Regions from separate parts of the Ovis aries genome. Here region 2 is linked to region 1. Evidence: chromatin contacts called from public Hi-C data. All regions are on one chromosome and are shown on one strand. The core of a region is the stretch at or near the end of the contact, and the rest is flanking DNA. Distances in the headings are between cores, read along the strand shown.

What was found. Hi-C and Micro-C count contacts between places; a contact is called where the count stands out from the background.
Region 2: a contact with region 1 is called in a Hi-C map of tail adipose tissue, with 3 times the contacts expected there. The contact joins the promoter of LIX1 here to the promoter of LNPEP in region 1. A contact is called at or near these places in 2 of 16 Hi-C or Micro-C datasets (skin fibroblasts and tail adipose tissue).

What each region holds. Positions count from the first base shown.
Region 1 is chr5:93,988,069-93,992,507 of ARS-UI_Ramb_v3.0, reverse strand. LNPEP (leucyl and cystinyl aminopeptidase) reads right to left here and starts at 2,603. Exons shown (of 18, transcript XM_012178991.5): 1 at 2,497-2,603. The coding sequence starts at 2,515.
Region 2 is chr5:94,211,011-94,215,449 of ARS-UI_Ramb_v3.0, reverse strand. It overlaps LIX1 (limb and CNS expressed 1), which reads left to right and starts at 2,598. Exons shown (of 6, transcript XM_027970526.3): 1 at 2,598-2,893. The coding sequence starts at 2,812.

The DNA of each region.
Region 1 (4,439 bases), core at 1,354-3,853:
ACTTGATAAACCCTCCAATGATACATTCTATGGGTAATGAAATATTCTGCACCAGAAGACTGAGACCTATGAGAGAATTAGATGACATATTCTTTGCCCTCAAAAGGATTAAGTACAGAGGTAAGTGTACTTTCCACTATACCATGTCCTGTTTGAAGACACTAGAAAATTCTACAGCTATTCTTCAAAAGTTCCGAAATAATGAGCCTTCCTTAAACCCAAAAAGCACCTCAAAGTGCTAGGACCTAACTTCTTGTTGAGGCTTCCCTCGTGGCTCAGTGATAAAGAATCCACCTGCCATCTAGGAGACTGGGGTTTGATCCCTGAATCAGGAAGATCCCCTGGACAAGGAAATGGCAACCTACTCTTGTATTCTTGCCTGTGAAATCCCATGGACAGAGGAGCCTGGCAGGCTACATTCCCCAAGGTCACAAAAGAATGGGACACGACTTAGCAACTAATCAACTAATTTCTTGTTGACTTTAGATGTTAGTTTCTATTCCCCTTGCTAAAGGATGCTAGATAAGGTTCCAGGGAGTAATTATTACATTAACTAAAATGATACACTGCTAAACTATCTGCAGCACAGACTGTGAAAATCTGCAAGACAGGAAAGGATTAGAAATCCAATTTCCTACATGAAAGTTGAAGCACTGCTTCTTTTTTACTCTCCTCTCTGGGATTTTTTCATTGCCCTTCCAAATATGACAATTTGCAAATATTCACATCCAGAGGAACATATTCTAAAACTATTCTAAGATGGGAGAAAAGGCTCCAATTTAAAGACTTGAGAATGTACTTTAATTCTATAGGCACAGGTTCACTAAATCAGCTAGCAATGATCTTAACCAAATACGTGATTCAGCCTTGTTGAAAGGAGTTTTTTGTTTGTTTGTTTGTTTTAATTTAGAGGAAACTTCACATTTGAAATCCTACCAACACGGAAGCTCCAAGCTTTGTACCTAGAACACAGGATGAGCCTTAGGATACTCACTGGAAAGGATTTAAGAATCTGTATTAAACACAGTTTGTATACCAAAGGACTGGATGTTCTCTAACCTTCCTTTTAGCTCAAATCGTCCTTATTTTTCTTTGCCAACTTTACCAGACTACTCTTAGAGCCTCAGTAATTACAAATAGAACCTGGATGAGAAAATTCAGAATTAAAGCTGTCATCATTAAACCTAATTAAACAGTACAGACAGGAAGATGGCAGTAGAATAAAGCATTCTGAATTAGGGACAGGGAGAATATAATTAGTAGTTCGCAGTCCCAGGGATGAAAACAGCATACAACAAAGTCTGGCTCGAGTTTGGGACATAGTGGACAATGTCTCTGTCTCCCGGGTGGCAAGTGACCCACCCTAACAGAGGCAGACTCTGCCTTCTATTAATGCGACAAACTCTCTACCTTAAGTAACCAACCACCCGCAGGAAAACACATGTCCACTAGGAGAGTGAACTCTCCCATTTCAGCGTGAATTCTCCCTTGCTGGCAGTTTTCCTACTTTCTGTCCCCAAAAGGGAATCTATATACTCAACACCGCAAACTGAAAGGCATCTCACCCCTACATGGCACTTGTGGTCCAAACAAAAGCCACGGTTTTAAGGAGGGTGGTACGGATTCGCTCCCTTCGGTCAGTAAAGGGCTATGACTGTTAGCCGAACCTCCTGCAGGCTCCGGCTTTGGACACTCGCCTCAAGTCACATTGTGATATCACCGTGACGGCCCCTTGATATTTAATGAGTCTCGACTGAAAATTTAAAAACCGATCTTATTGGGAGCCAGGGAGAGGAAGCTTGAACCTCCTGCGGAATGCCTCCGCAACAGACGGGGAGAGCGGCAATGCGGGCAGGAACCTCCCCGGCGCCCAGCCGGGGTGATCCAGCTTTTCTGCAAGTTTTTCTCTACCTTCCACTGAATTAACCTAACAAGCCCCCACACCCACCCAGCCCTATCAGGAAAAGTCACGCCGGCAACTCGCCGAAAGGCAGGGGGACAGCTCCGGGAGCGCCACCCAAGTTGAGGGTTTGACCGCCCTTTAACCCTTCCCGCCCCAAAGCCCACTCTGCACCCGGGGCAAACCCAAGCTCTGCCAACTTTCCCGGCAGCCCCTCCTCCAATGCACCGCAGCCCAAACTTTGCAGCTCGCCCACCTGGCTGCGCAGAGGAGCGAGGTGTCCGGGACACCGGGTGTCCCCATCCGGGACGGGCGGTGGCGCTGACCTTCACGCCAGCAACCCCGGCCCTCGACCCCCGAGCCTGGCGATTGCCGCCTCTCGCCCCCTCCCCCGAGCCTCCAACAGCCTCCCCCCAGGGTCCCCTACACCAGCACCGCCCGCCCCCCCCCCCGACCTCACCGCAAAACCTCTCGTGGGAAAGCTACGCTGGAGGCGGCTGCAGCTCACCCTCGCGTGTCACGACTCCCCACGACCCTCTGGGCCCCGGGAGAGCCCGGCTCCCAGCCCCGGCCTCCCTCCGGCCGCGCCTACTCACCATTGGTGAAAGGCTCCATTATTTGCGGCCCCCCTGCCCCGGGCCGCGGCTCCTGAGAGCGGGAGCGCGCAAGCTTCCTCCTCCGAGAGCTCCGAGCGGCCCTGCGCACTGAGCATGCCCGGCGCGGCGCCCAGGGCTGCCGGGGAGGTGCCGCGAGGGGCGGCGCCGCTCCGCCCTCTCTGGGATCCGCCACTCCGGGTTTTGCAGACAGCTGCAGAGAGAGCCGGGGAATCTAGCGGGGCGGCTCCTGGGAGGCGGCGGGCCTGGGAGGGGCGTGTCCAGAACAAGCCCCGCCCCGGGCAGGAAGGCCGACGGGCTCACGCTCTCGCTCTCTCCGGTCCAGCGCTCGGAACCGCGCTCAGTCCCTTTAAAGCAAACGGGATGGTCTGTCGCGTCTGGCAGGTGTCCCGGCTGTAGACGGTGGGAGCCCGGCACCACGCGCGTAACACATCGCCCCACGGAGCGGACATTCCAGAGATGGGACGAGAAACAGGCCACAGACGAGGCTGAAACACACGCCCCTCCTGTTGAGCCTTCAGTTAGGGTGATGGGAGGCAGACCCAGTGGGGTCGCTGGTTCGGATGGCTGGGTGAGGACAGAGACCTGGGTGGGAGGTGGCCACGGGCGCCGAGATCTGAAGGCAGAGTAGGTAGCAGACTGCGGGTGCAGGGCGCTCCGCTGAGTGCCCAAGCTTCGAGTTTCCCCGGGGGAGTCCACCTCCCTTCGGCAAGGCTCCAGGGAACAGGCACTCTGTGTCGTCTCCTTAGGCTACTCGCTCTCCGCACAGTGGTCCCAAGCGATCGATGGCCTGGAGACTGAAAGGGGGGCTACCGCCGGGGGCAGGCACCCGGGGTCCTGTCCCCGGGCGGCTAGCGGGTTTGGGGGCGCCGCCTCTACCTCCCGGTGCAGGCAGATGACAAAACGCGGCGCTGGATCCGCCCGGGCCAACTGGCGCCGCAGGATGTGGGCAGAAGGCCTGGCCCCGCGGAGCCTGAAATCAACACCTGGCGAGGCTCCCCCCTCCACCCCCCTCTCCCCCAGGGTGTCGCCTTTGCGGCCCGGCCGGGAGGAGCTAGGCCCGAGAAACGGAAACTCCCTCGGTCGCTGCCCCGCCCCGCCCGCATCCAGCGCCCCAGCCTCCAGCAGCCCCCCAGCCATCACTGTTTCCGGCGTCAAACCCCGGGCAGGGCCGGCGAACCTTTGGGACGGAAACAACCCGGGGGGCGCCGTGAGCCTCGGGGAAGCTCGGCTGGGCCCCCGGCTTCTTCATCCCTTGCTCAGAGGATGCATCGCCGCCACGGCGCGGAGATCGCAGCCCTCCCAGGGCGCGGCTACCGCCCCACATCCCCTCTCCCCTCCTTCCCCCAGCGCAGCCCTGGCCCCAGCAGCAACTTGGCTCCCGCGACGCCTCCCGGCGCCTGGCAACTGTCACAGGCTCTCTTCCGAGGCTGTCAACAGCAGGGCGTCGCGTGCAAACAAGCTGGAAGAGAGCGCAAACAGCCTGGGCGAACGGGGACGGCCGCGGCGCTGTTTGACCCGAGTGGGAATTTAGAAATTAGGTTTCGAAGAAGTAAAAGCTGCGTGCAATTATTGTATTTTGCAGTGTTTCATTTTAAAGTGTCGATCGTATTAAATCGCCCACTTCCGCTTTAAAACCTCCTGTGGATACCAACGACACTTAGAATAAAATTGAAACTCTTTGCCTGAACTCTAGGACCGCATCTCCTACCTGTGCCCACGATGCTTTGTGTACGGAGGCCCTTATGGCTGTTCCTGAAAGCCGCCAAGTTACATCCAATCATTCCTGTAACGCGTTCCTCGTGGATGAACTGTTGCTTCTGCCTCGTGCTTTTCCCTGCTTATTCCTTCTTGTCTTTCAGTGCTCAATTCAAATGTCATCTCTGCAGAGCTCTTCCCTGACCCCCCCCAAAGGAAAATAGGTC
Region 2 (4,439 bases), core at 1,349-3,848, 220 kb before region 1:
GCAGAGACATTACTTTGCCGACTAAGGTCTGTCTTGTCAAGGCTATGGTTTTTCCAGTAGGCATGTATGGATGTGAGAGTTGGACTGTGAAGAAGGCTGAGCACCGAAGAATTGATGCTTTTGAAGTGTGGTGTTGGAGAAGACTCTTGAGAGTCCCTTGGACTGCAAGGAGATCCAACCAGTCCATTCTGAAGGAGATCAGCCCTGGGATTTCTTCAGAAGGAATGATGCTAAAGCTGAAGCTCCAGTACTTTGGCCACCTCATGTGAAGAGTTGACTCATTGGAAAAGACCCTGATGCTGGGAGGGATTGGGGGCAGGAGGAGAAGGGGACGACCAACGATGAGATGGCTGGATGGCATCACTGACTCGATAGATGTGAGTCTGAGTGAACTCCGGGAGTTGGTGATGGACAGGGAGGCCTGGCATGCTGCGATTCATGGGGTCATAGAGTCGGACACGACTGAGCGACTGAACTGAACTGAACTGAACTGAAGCACATGTTCGGGCTTCTCAGGTGGCTCAGTGGTGAAGAATCCATGGATCCCTGGGTCAGGAAGATCCTCTGAAGAAGGGAGTGGCCACCCACTCCAGTATTTTTGCCTGGGAAATCCCATGGGCAGAGGAGCCTAGCAGCCTACACTCACTGGGTGGCAAAGCCTCAGACACACTTAGCAGCTGAGAAACAGCAGCAAACATTCTCATAGTTCACCTTTTTAGAAAAATCTCTGGAGGTTGAAGACAGGTTTTAATAAAGGCTTACCCTTCCTTCTAGTTAGCATTAATGGTTCCTTTGATTTCACCCTATGAATATGTGTCCCTTTTTATTGATGAAGGGATACAAAGTTGACTATGGAAACAAAAGTGATCTTTATGAAAACAATCTAGCTTTTAGGAAATAAATCTATGACTTTCCAGAAGTTTAGAAAATGTATGTTAATATTTGTGTTCATTTGCAATGCAGCCATAGAGTCACAGATGTTGGATCTAAAAGAGAGCGTCTGGCACAAACCCCTAATTTTTTAGATGAGGATTCCAAGTCCCAAGAAGATGAGTGACTTTCTCAAAGTTACACAGATAACAAAAATCAAATCCCAAATCATACTAATACCAAATTCAGTGTTCCTTCTTCCACCTTACACATCTAAAGTACTACTGGAATTAGATTTAATCCCATAAAAAGTCCATTGTTGATTAAAATCCCAGCATTAATCATTTCTAATTTTTCTGCTTATAGATTATCAGTCTTCTTTGAGAATGCTGTACTTTTTGTTGTTGTTCTTCTTCTTCTTCCAATGGGAATGTTTCCAATTCAGTTATCACACTGAAAATATTATGCATTCATTTATACTTCATGTCCAATCAGTGTATAATCGTTTTTAATCTCCAAGCCATCCAGTTTCTCTTAAATTATAAACTAGATGGCAAGGACATTGATGATTTCATGTTACAGCGCATGGAAAGTGCACCTGTGTCTTCACGTGAAGTGTGATTCTTTCCATTGATTTTCTTTATACTATCTTTGCACTCTGGGGCAGCCCTTGTGGGATATACATATTCCTGTGGGCATTTACTAAGTGACAGTCCTTATAATAGGAATTACTATTCTAGCCTCATTCCTTCTGTTTCCTTTTATTAAGCCCACCCCTTCTACCAACTAGCTGAAGAAACTGATCACATTGAAAACATTTTATATAGTCTTTAAAGGACTGCATTCAGTTAATCATATGGTACAAGATGATTATGGAATCTGGAAACTGGAAAACAATCTCTTATGCCTACCCTGGAAAAATATTTTAAATAAAAGTAAAGAAGTCCTCAATAATCCTTCAACTAATATGGGTTACAGCCACTGAAATCAATTCTTTTATATCTGGTGTAAAACCTTGTTACTGCAGTGGAATTCTATGACATGTCTCCTGTGAAAAGACTATTTAATATTGTTGTCAGCAGTGTAGGACCTCAATAGAAAAAGCAGCTTTGTTTTCTTCAGATGTTTTTGTAACCACCTATATTCTCTGAAACATATTTTTACTTCTCCTGGAATTTTTAGTATAAAAAGTTATCATGAAGAGAAGTGAATGATATCAGAATTCATTAAAATCAATCTTGGGAATGATTTGCCTTGAAGGATAAAGAGGGAAACAAATGTTGCCAGGCAAAGCCAAAAGACAGACTATGAAATTTTACTCGTCACTGCCCATCAAAAGTGACTATAATTTGGGTGGATGAAAAAATTAAACACTTAGCTCCCAAAGAGATGCTTCTGAATTCAAACTGAAAGCATGATCTAGAGCCTGGCTACATCCACAATCTTTATAGCACTTTTACCAAAGAAGAGTTTAGATTATATGGATTCTAAGCTGGAAATTCCTTTGCTACTAAGGAAACTTTCTTGAGAAATCATCTTCCTGATTCTATGTACCCGAAGACAGCACATCAAAAGATGAATGACCAAAAGAAATACCGAAGTCAGCCAGGCAAAATCTGGTTGGCGAGGAAGGCTGTTCGCATGATTAGTGAGCTTCCCCAGCTAGCCTGTAGGTGGGTGTGTTTAACAGAAGGAAGCAATGGGAACCCGCCTGTCAGCCAGCCTTTAGAGCTAATTAGCTCAGCATACAACAAAGATAAGTGAGCCTGGGAGGAGGGCCCCCTGAGGGGTCTTAAGATTCTGGGAAATGTCTGATTGGCAGATGTTAAAAGAGATTCTTTGGTAATCCTGTGCATCAATGAGCTGCACAAATTCAGACCAGGACTGCAAGAATCCAGGCATGAGGGCACTGTGCAGCAGGCTCGCACAGGCAGACACAAGATGGACAGAACCTTGGAATCCCTGAGACACATCATTGCCCAAGTCTTGCCTCACAGAGACCCGGCTCTGGTCTTCAAAGACTGTAAGTACTGCAGGGGAAAAAGTTTTTTTAGACTGTTTTAGAAAATAGTCCTAAATGTCTAGTCACATCTTATTTAAGTATGTTTTCTCCTAAATCTCTGTAGTCGTGTGCTGTGGTCTAAGTGGTATTTAACTTGTTCCTGACTTCAGTCAGGAGAATGATTTCATTTCACCTACGGGTATCAGTCGCTGGGTTACTTTTTTCAATGATACATCTTGCTAACAGTTTAGAAGTCTGTCCTAAAGCCTAAGACTCGCCTCAGACTTGATGAACTTTTCCAGATGCTCTTTAAAATAAATCAAAGCTGATTTGGTACTAGGATTAAAACAAAAAATAATTTGAAGACGATAATAAGATATATCCCCTTTTTAACCTGTTTAGTCCTCCATGCCATTTATTAGTTTTGTTAAAAATGTACTGTGTTTGAACTGTTTTGTTGCAAACAAAAGTTAACAATAAATCACTGCTGAGCTCTTAAATTTTGATAACAAATGATAACACTTTAGTTAAAAGGCCAATAAAATAAGATGTCTTCCCACCTCTACAACAACACGTTCCCCCTACACACACACACACATACACAGACACACACACAAACTAAACAACTATGCAGGGCAGAGTTATTTCAAAATCTTTTTTTAATGATTATGAAAAATAATTCAATCAAGATTTCCAATTCTGGCAATACTATTAAACCATTTGTCATGTAACTTTGTTTCTGGAACCAATTTGACTTCCTGCTGCTGCAAGACAGACTATCTTCGCCTTGTATCTTATCTACAGTGGGGTTCATATTACAAAGGGCTTCTGAAACAGAACTTTGCAATGGAGCTGCCCAAAAGGTAAAATGCATATGGAATTTTTTTTTTTTTAAACTTCAGTAAGTTACAGCTTTCTTCTTTGGGAATCTCATATGTTTGTCTCCATCAAAACATCAATGGTTTGGATTTTTGCTTTCTGATTGCTGAATAATGTTCGTTTCCAGATGTCCTTTTAGTTTATATTTCTCATATGTGTGATGCAGAGATGTTAGGCAATTTTATTCTATAAGATATTCTTCCTAGAAATCAAATTGTAACCAATTTGCCCTCTAAGGCATAAAGTGAAAAATCTGCTTTCTTTTTTCTTTCTTCATTTATTTCTCTTTTGTTCTCTTGGTTTCTAATTTTCTTGCTTTCTTTTAAATACTGTTTTCAAGCATGTGTCAATAGCTGTGTTAGAACTAACAAAAATCTCTCCCCACCCCCTCCCGTCTAGCCTGGAATCTATTCAGGTTTGGCATGTTTTTTAAGTGAAGAGGCAAGGAAAGACTGCATATCTCCTACCATAGCACTGAATTCACTAGTGAAGGGCGAAAGGGCTCTCGACCTAACACTTTGGATAAATTGTAGAGGACCAGGGCTCTTGCGCGAGGGTTTGGATAGTGGAAACAGTAAAAAGAAATAGAAGTAAAATGTTTCACTGAGTTCATTGTGAATTTAAGAAACTTCATCTGAAGTTATATGGACCACTTTCTGAATCCAACTAAATCCCAGCAGCTCTTTAC